2 separate regions of the Mus musculus genome follow, and region 1 is linked to region 2. A link is a contact called in public HiChIP or PLAC-seq data. All regions are on one chromosome and are shown on one strand. The core of a region is the stretch at or near the end of the contact, and the rest is flanking DNA. Distances in the headings are between cores, read along the strand shown.

Region 1 (3,422 bases), core at 440-2,939, 55 kb before region 2:
GCACCACGTTGCACACGAGTTTGTAGCGGGGTAGGTTGAGCTCCCTCACGCGGGTGTGTATCTGTTCACATAGTGCCTGCACCAGTTTCCCTGCCTCAGAACCGCAGTAGCACACACCGTTCAGCTGTGTGGTCAGTGCTGCCTCCAGGGCCCGCTGGGCACCTGCAGCTTCCCAGTGTTCCCCAGGCGCCGGTTCTAAGCGGTATGAGGGTGCCATCCTACGGGGAAGCATCAGGGGCAGCCCAGAAAAACTAACTCGTGAACCTAGAGGGGGCACTGGGCCCAGGGATGGTCGTCGACCTCCAGGACCCACTAAGGGTCCCGCCAGTGAGTTGCGGCGCGAAAAGGATGGGTGTAGGCCCGGCAGGGAGCCACGACGGGAGGCTGGGCCTGGGCCTATAGGTCGGGTCTCATCAATGCTGGGCAGGTGACCTCCAGGTTTCCCTGGTGGTAATTTCAGAGCCAGGTCTTTGGTAGTCTCCTCTTCCTGGCGTCTGGATGGCAGGGTCCTGCAAGCCATGGACCTGCCTGCTGGAAGATCCATACTTAGGAGTGGCCCTCATAGGCTGAGATCACCCTACATCCAGCCTCTTGCTCTGTGAAGTAGACACTTTTCTTTTTGAGTGTGTGCTCACACGACCTCTTGTGTGTTTGAGACAAGGTCTCATATGGCCTCCAACTCTCTCTTCCTCTCTCCTTTTTTTTTTTTTCTGAAACAGGGTTTCTCTGTGTAGCCCTGGCTGTCCTGAAAAATCACTCTGTAGACCAGGCTGGCCTGGAACTCAGAAATCCACCTGCCTCTGCCTCCCAAGTGCTGGGATTAAAGGCGAGCACCACCACTGCCCAGCTTTTCTTTCTTTTTTCTTTTTTTCTTTCTTAAAACAGTATTTCCCTTTGTAGCCCTGGCTGTCCTGGAACTGGCTTTGTAGACCAGGCTAGCCTCAAACTCATCAAGATCCATCTGTTTTCTGCTTCCTGAGTGCTGCGATCAAAGGCTGTTGTCAACTCTTTTATGTACCTGAGGCTGGCCTTGAACTCCATCTCCCTGCCTCCAACTCCGGAATGGTGGGATTATAGGCATGACTACATTCACTGTCTCCCTAGGAGACTATAGGCATATATACCTTGTCTATAGCCACTCCATAGCCCTTTCTTACCTGTACGTTTGGAACAAGTAGGTCAGATTGGGGCTGTGTGCCTACTAGGTGCTTAGAGCCGGTTAAGAGCTGTGAGAGACACAAGCAAGGAAAGGGGCTGCTTAGTCTATGGTCATGGAACCTCTACCCAGTGTTCCTTTCCCTTGGTCACAGGAGGCTAGATCCACTTCCCCTTTCTCCTCCCACTTGACTTCATCAGCAGAATGGGGACATGAAGCTGGTTTCTGGGTTTCTTCAATAGCCAGAAGGGACAGACCCGACTCCATCACTCCCACAGCTCTCTGTAGCCTCAGAGGTAGAGAACTTAATCATCTTCCCTGCTCTGTGTACGGTGGGACTTTTCTCCCTCTCCACCGGCTGCATCTGGAGGTGGGAGACATGGGGAGAAGCAACTTCCATCGTCCTGCTTGGGTCTCTAACTCCTTCGGAATCACCTATGAGACGGATGCCCTCTTCCCCTGAAACTCCCGCAGGCATCTGACTCACCTGCAGCCTTTGGCCTCCAAGCTCTGCTGGCCCCACAGTCTTCACTGAGCTGGCCTGACAGGCCTGTGGGCGAGGAAGGCTTGTGTTGTGCAGTTACCATGGGGCTGTGGCAAGCACACCTCTCCCTCCCAGAAATCCTTCCCCTGGCCAAACTCTGGAATAACCTAAGTGTTCCTGCTATGGGCACCTGCAGAAAGGAGGGGCGCTCTGAGTTACCAGGGAGAGAGGGTCCACGGGGGCTTGGAGTTCTAGGGCATCACAGGCTAAGGGAGCCGGTGCCGAGAGAGGTGCACTGTTCAGAAAGGTCCTAGTTTCAGAGCCACTATTTCATATGAATCTCTCCCTGCCTCTTCACCCTTAGCTAGCCTCCTCTAATTCACAGGTCCACGAGAGGAAAACCCACCAGGGGGCCACTGGATCTGGCCTGGCCATCTGTGAATAAGTCACGGGGGGGGGGGGGGGCTGGGATATGCTAAAACCTTGAGATTGCGGGGGCAGCTTCTTAGGAATTTAGTATCTGGGCTCACAGGAAAGAGCACGTCATGGTTCAGCATTCTCCCCAGCAGCCTCAACAAGGACAAACATTTCCGCTTCAGGGCAGGGTGGGGCTTGGATGACTTCCTTAGTTCAGAGCTATGTGCTGAAGGGAGGCCTATTGGTTCAGCGGGAAGGACCCAGGCCTGGCATGGCCATGACTCAGTGATTCTAAGTCCGGTTTCTTAACCTTTGCTGACCTACTCACGTGTCTGGGACCTGTAGGCAGCACCTCTTTCCTTAGGGGGATTGCTTTTCGGGGCTGCCAGAGGCTGCGCTACTCCTGTTAGAACTGACACCTCACCTCCCCTGCTCTGGGAGGTGTGGGGCTGCCCCCTCCCAGGCAAGCTAAGTCTGAGCCTTGAAAACCACACTTAGGTTTGAGAATTTTCCCTGATGGGGTGATGTCTCGGGTGTTTCTAAAATGCAGCCGTGGGAAGGGATTAGAAAAGCAGAGGCCTTGGATTCTGAACTCAGTGTAGGCGGGGAGCCAGCCAGCACTAGGGCCCTCAGACTCATCTTAGGGCCCTTCTACTGCTGATTTTTTTCCCCCCCTGGGCGTATAGGGAGATGGGCGGGGCCTCCTCAGGCTCAGCTCCAGTTTCTATGGAAACCCACAGGCTTCCCACCCAGCTGCTGCCTGGGCAGATTCCCAACCTGGGCCTCATCCACCACCAGCCTCTCCCGGGATCATAGGCCTTTCTAGCCCCAGCTTCTTCTCTGGGTCCTGTCTGCATCTGCATCCCTTTCCTGAACCTCAGGCCTTCTTTAAGGACCTGGGCCTTTCTGCTCCTATATTTTAGCTCCTCGGCAAACAGGCCTCCAGCTCCTGCCCTCCCTCTCAGGTCTTTCTTGGCCTGGCTAGGCCTTCTAGACTGTTCCACCCTTTAACCTACTGCCCACTGCACTTATGGAGAACCCAGGACTGGTGGTACGTGGGCAGGCTGCACCCTTTTCCACAGCACTTCGAAGCCTCATCAACAACCCCCAGTACAGGTGAGGCAGTGGCCCCCTGGGGGGTTTTCCCTAGCTGGCCTGTGAATTTGAGGAGGCTAAGGGCAAGGAAGCCCGGGAAAGAACACTTGGCCTCCCTGGGGAACTCAGTCTGTGAGGAAGTCAGCTATAGAGGAAATTTACTTGTCTGTGGCCACACTACCCTGAGAGTCAGAGGCGGGGGTAGTGGCAGATAGAAGGGAGGGCAGCTGTGTGAACTCAGGCAATGCCTGAGTTCTCTGGCTTCTCCTC
Region 2 (3,972 bases), core at 323-2,822:
GATAGCTGGTCCCATTTCACAAACATTCAACTGAACTCCCTTCACAAATTCAGCCCAATGGGAGTTATATCACCCCCCACCACACACATACAACCTTTTGATCTTATTCTTTGGACACAGTGTAGCCCAGGTTGGCTTCTAAATATGGGTCCTCCTGCCTCTGTCTCTCAAATGCTAAGAATCTGCTACTATACTGAGCCAGCCCAGTGATTTAAAAAATTAAAAAAAAAATTGTTTTGGCAGTTGGAAACCTTAATCCCAGCACCAGGGAGGCAGGGACAGGTGGATCTTTTGAGTCTGAGGTCATCCAGACTTACAAAGGGAATTCCAGGATAGCCAGGGCTACGTGGAGAAACTCTGCCTTACTGGGCACGGCACACACCATTGATCCGAGAGAGGGAGAAGCAGGTGATCTGTGTGAGTGAGTTCAGGGCCAGTATAGTGTACTGGTGAGTTTTAGGCCAGCCAGGGCTACACACCAATCTCTTATGCTTCCTTTTTCTTTTTCTTCTTGGAGACATGGTCTTCCTACATAGACCTGGCTGTCCTGGAATTCACTGGATAGATCAGGCTGCTCTCTAACTCAGAGACCCACCCGCCAAGTGCTGGATTAAAGGTATAGGACAATATGTTTGGCTCTTTTTATTTTATTTTGAGACAAGGACTTGCTGTCTCAAACAGCAACTTATACTTAAACTTATAACCCATGCTAGGCTTAAATTTGAAATCCTATTCCCTCTGGCTCCTGAAGTCCTGGGGTACAGGAATGTCTAACTATGTTGCAGATTCTTCCCTCTGGCTCCTGACGTCCTGGGTACAGGAGTGCCTACTGTGCTACTGAGGAACCGTGCTTTTATTGGTTTTAAATCGAGTTTCAGCAAACGTTTCTTTTGTTGTTTTGAGGCAGTCCCATGCATTCCTGGCTGGTCTTGAATCCCTGTGTAGCTGAAGATGATCTTGAATTCCTGATCCTCAGAATTAAACCCAAGGCCTTGCACATATATGCTAGACAATAGCACACAATAACTATATCCCTCATCATGGACTTTGTACTTTTACTTTCAAGTTTTATTTTTTATATATGTGATATTTGTGTGTACATATATGTGTGTGTGCCTGCAGAGACAGAGAGGGGCACTAGAGCCTCTAAGCTGGAGTTATGGGCAATTGTGAACTGCTAGATGTACATACTGGGAACCACACTTGGGTCCTCTGTAAGGGCTGTAATTATTCTCAACCGCAGGGCCATCTCTCCAGGCCCCAGCTTTGGACTTTGAATAGAGTTGGAAGCGTTAAAGATTATGGGGCTGTTCTGTTCTATCACGCTCAGCCTTATTCCCTTGAAACAAGGTGTTTTACTGACCCTGAAGCGCTGTTTCACGGTGTGTTCAGGACCCATCAGTCTCCCCATTCCAATACTGCAGTTAAAGGCACATGTGGCCACGCCTGGCTTTTGTGTGTGTTGAGGATTCAGACTCAGGTCCTCATGCCTGTGTAGCAAGTGTTCTTACCTATGAGTCATCGCCTAAGCCCCAGCTGTGTAGTCTTTGAGTGTGAACTTTGTAGATGACAATGGTGTATCATGATGTCAAAAGTTTGGTATGCCTTCAAGTACTCTGCCAGGGATGGTACTGTGTACATACCATCGCAGCACTCAGGGTCTGAAGCAGAGGGCATATGGGTAGGAGGCCAGACTGGGTTACATAGCAAGTACTAGGCCAGCTTGGGTTAAAGTCAAAATGTATAGAGAAGCTTGCCCTCAAAGCACAGTATGTCCACTCCTCCTGTGCCTCTGCCTCAAGGCAGCTCTGGGACAGTCACAGGGGAAAATGACACTTAGGCATTGTCACAATGTCACTGCAGCACTGGGAAGGGCTCACTACTGTTGGACCCTAAGGAAGAGTTCTCAGCAGTTTCTCACAGGAGCACTGTGTTCTGGTGTGGGAGGGTAGAAGTGATATTCTGAGTTCATGTCACTGTGGAGGAAAAAAAAATCAAACTCCAAAGGCACCAACCTTCTTCCTTCCCTTCCCTTCCTTCCTGTCCCAAAGCAAACTCTTCTGGGTAGGACTGATAAGGCTCCTAGGGCTACCAGAAGCCTTGCTCAAAAAGGCACAGAGGGAGACATACCCTTCTTCCACGGTGACAGAGTTCATGAGGAGGCAATTGGTAATAGACGTTCTGTCTCGTATGACACAGGATGAGCCAATGACAGAGTGCTTAATAGATGACTTCTCTCCAATTTGTGTATCTGGCCCGATGAGGCTATCAGCTCCAATCTGCAGAAGGCAAACAGAAACCCTGTCCATCCATCTCAACCAACTAGAAATCAACCCCCATTCTTTGAGCTGGTATCTAATGGAATCTTCCTATAGAAACAACTTAGGGTGGGTGATTAGCGGTATGTCTCAAGACCCAGTGGATCAAACAGCTTTCCTAATACCAGCTCCAACTAACACTGAAGTGTCAGCCCTCCTCTGACAAGAAAAAAAAAAAAAATCACATAAATCAACATATGTATGTACTCACATTTTGTATACTTAGCCCAGGTTGGCCTCCAAATTATCTTCCTGCCTTGGTCTCCGACTGGCTGATTACATGTTTAAACCAGGCATGGTGGCACACACCTTTAACCTCAGTACTTGGGAGGCAGAGGCAGGCTGATCTCTCTGAGTTTGAAGCCAACCCGGTTTAGTATTTACTTCCAGGACACAGAGCTACATTGTGAGACTTTGGCTCCAACCAACCAACCAACCAACCAGACAAACATAAGTTATACTATCACAACACCCTTTAGATGCACTCTCCTGAACAGAGCGTTCAAACTGGAAAGTAAAGAAAGGAGCAGAGTGAAAGCTCCTGCCCTGAGCCCAGCACCACATGGACTCCTGGTTGTAGGGTCATTATTTGCCCTGGAAATCTTTGTCCTCTTTTTACTCTGAGACAGGTCTTACTATGTAGCCCAGGTTAGCTTAGAACTTGCAATCCTCCTGTCTCAGGTCCTACTGCTCCAATTATAGGCATGTAATGCCATGCTGGGCCTCAGGAAGTCTCTTCCTCTTTTTTTTTTTTTTTTTCTTTCTTTTGTGGGGGAAGGGGGACAGAGAGGGCAGGATCTCACTATGTAGCTCTGGACAGCTTGGAACTTGCTATGCAGACCAGGCTGGCCTCAAACTCACAGAGCTCCATGTATTTGTCTACTGAGTTCTGGGATTAAAGCATGTGGCAGCTCTTTCCTCCTTTTTATTGCGTTTGGAGACAAGTTCTTACTATGAAACCCTAAGCATGTCTCCTTCTTGCTATGTATCTCAGGCTACCTTAGAACTCACAGTCCTTTTACTTTAGCCTCCTGAATGTCATGGCGGCAGGAGTGTGCCACTTCATCTAGCTTCAGGAAGTCTTCATTTTTTTTTAATCTTGACATATTTTTTTTATTAGATATTTTCTTCATTTATATTTCAAATGCTATCCCCAAAACCCCCTATGCCCTCCCTCCACGAAGTCTTTATTCTTGTGCAATACTGGAGACTGAACCCTGAGAGCCATCGATGCTGAGCTCTACCACTAAGCGAGAACCCCAGCCTTGTTTTTTACTATTTTGAGACAAGGTCTTATTCTTTCTCAGGGTAGCAATGCACGTGGCCGGGGAGCTCTGCCAGGTTTTAAATTTGTGATCTTCCTGGCTCAGCTGCTTCAATGCTGAGATTACAGCTGTGCCACCACATCTGCTAAGACTTCTTTCATACTGTGTGTGTGTGTGTGTGTGTGTGTGTGTGTGTGTGTGTAGATGCATGTGCACATGCTATGATACACATGTAGAAGTCAGAGAACAACTTGTTAAGAGTCATTTCTCTTCTTCCACAGTGAGAGTTCCAGGGACTGAATTCAAGTTGCCAGACTTAGCAGCATATAACATCTACTGAGGCATCTTGCCAGCCTGAGGAAGTCTGCTTGAGTGAGACTCTACTACTA

The links. HiChIP or PLAC-seq counts read pairs in DNA pulled down with a chosen protein or histone mark.
Region 1: an HNF4G HiChIP or PLAC-seq map of pancreatic cancer cells shows a contact between it and region 2. The contact joins the promoter of Tctex1d4 here to the enhancer-like site in region 2. A contact is called at or near these places in 1 of 39 promoter capture datasets (macrophages), 3 of 15 datasets of contacts at CTCF or cohesin (CD8 T cells, the NIH/3T3 cell line and large pre-B cells), 5 of 484 Hi-C or Micro-C datasets (the G1E-ER4 cell line, cerebral cortex and embryonic stem cells), 12 of 115 datasets of contacts at active chromatin or transcription factors (the 230-238 cell line, the 3134 cell line, the SCID.adh cell line and 6 more) and 3 of 9 other capture datasets (adipose tissue, liver and pancreatic islet).

What each region holds. Positions count from the first base shown.
Region 1 is chr4:117,125,080-117,128,501 of GRCm38.p6, reverse strand. It overlaps Tctex1d4 (Tctex1 domain containing 4), which reads right to left and starts at 1,689. Exons shown (of 4, transcript NM_175030.2): 1 at 1,644-1,689; 2 at 1,414-1,520; 3 at 1,158-1,226; 4 at 1-531. The coding sequence starts at 520. Btbd19 (BTB (POZ) domain containing 19) reads left to right here and starts at 2,844. Exons shown (of 8, transcript NM_001384196.1): 1 at 2,844-3,173. The coding sequence starts at 3,088.
Region 2 is chr4:117,068,946-117,072,917 of GRCm38.p6, reverse strand. It overlaps Eif2b3 (eukaryotic translation initiation factor 2B, subunit 3), which reads right to left. Exons shown (of 12, transcript NM_001111277.2): 10 at 2,131-2,279. Among named protein-coding and RNA genes, the nearest start is that of Ptch2, 25 kb to the left of the region's middle. Within about 2 kb of position 1,572, at least 24 of the 459 cell types and tissues checked have an H3K27ac peak or open chromatin away from gene starts, as enhancers often do. A contact at or near this core is called in pancreatic cancer cells and trophoblast stem cells, where this site is marked.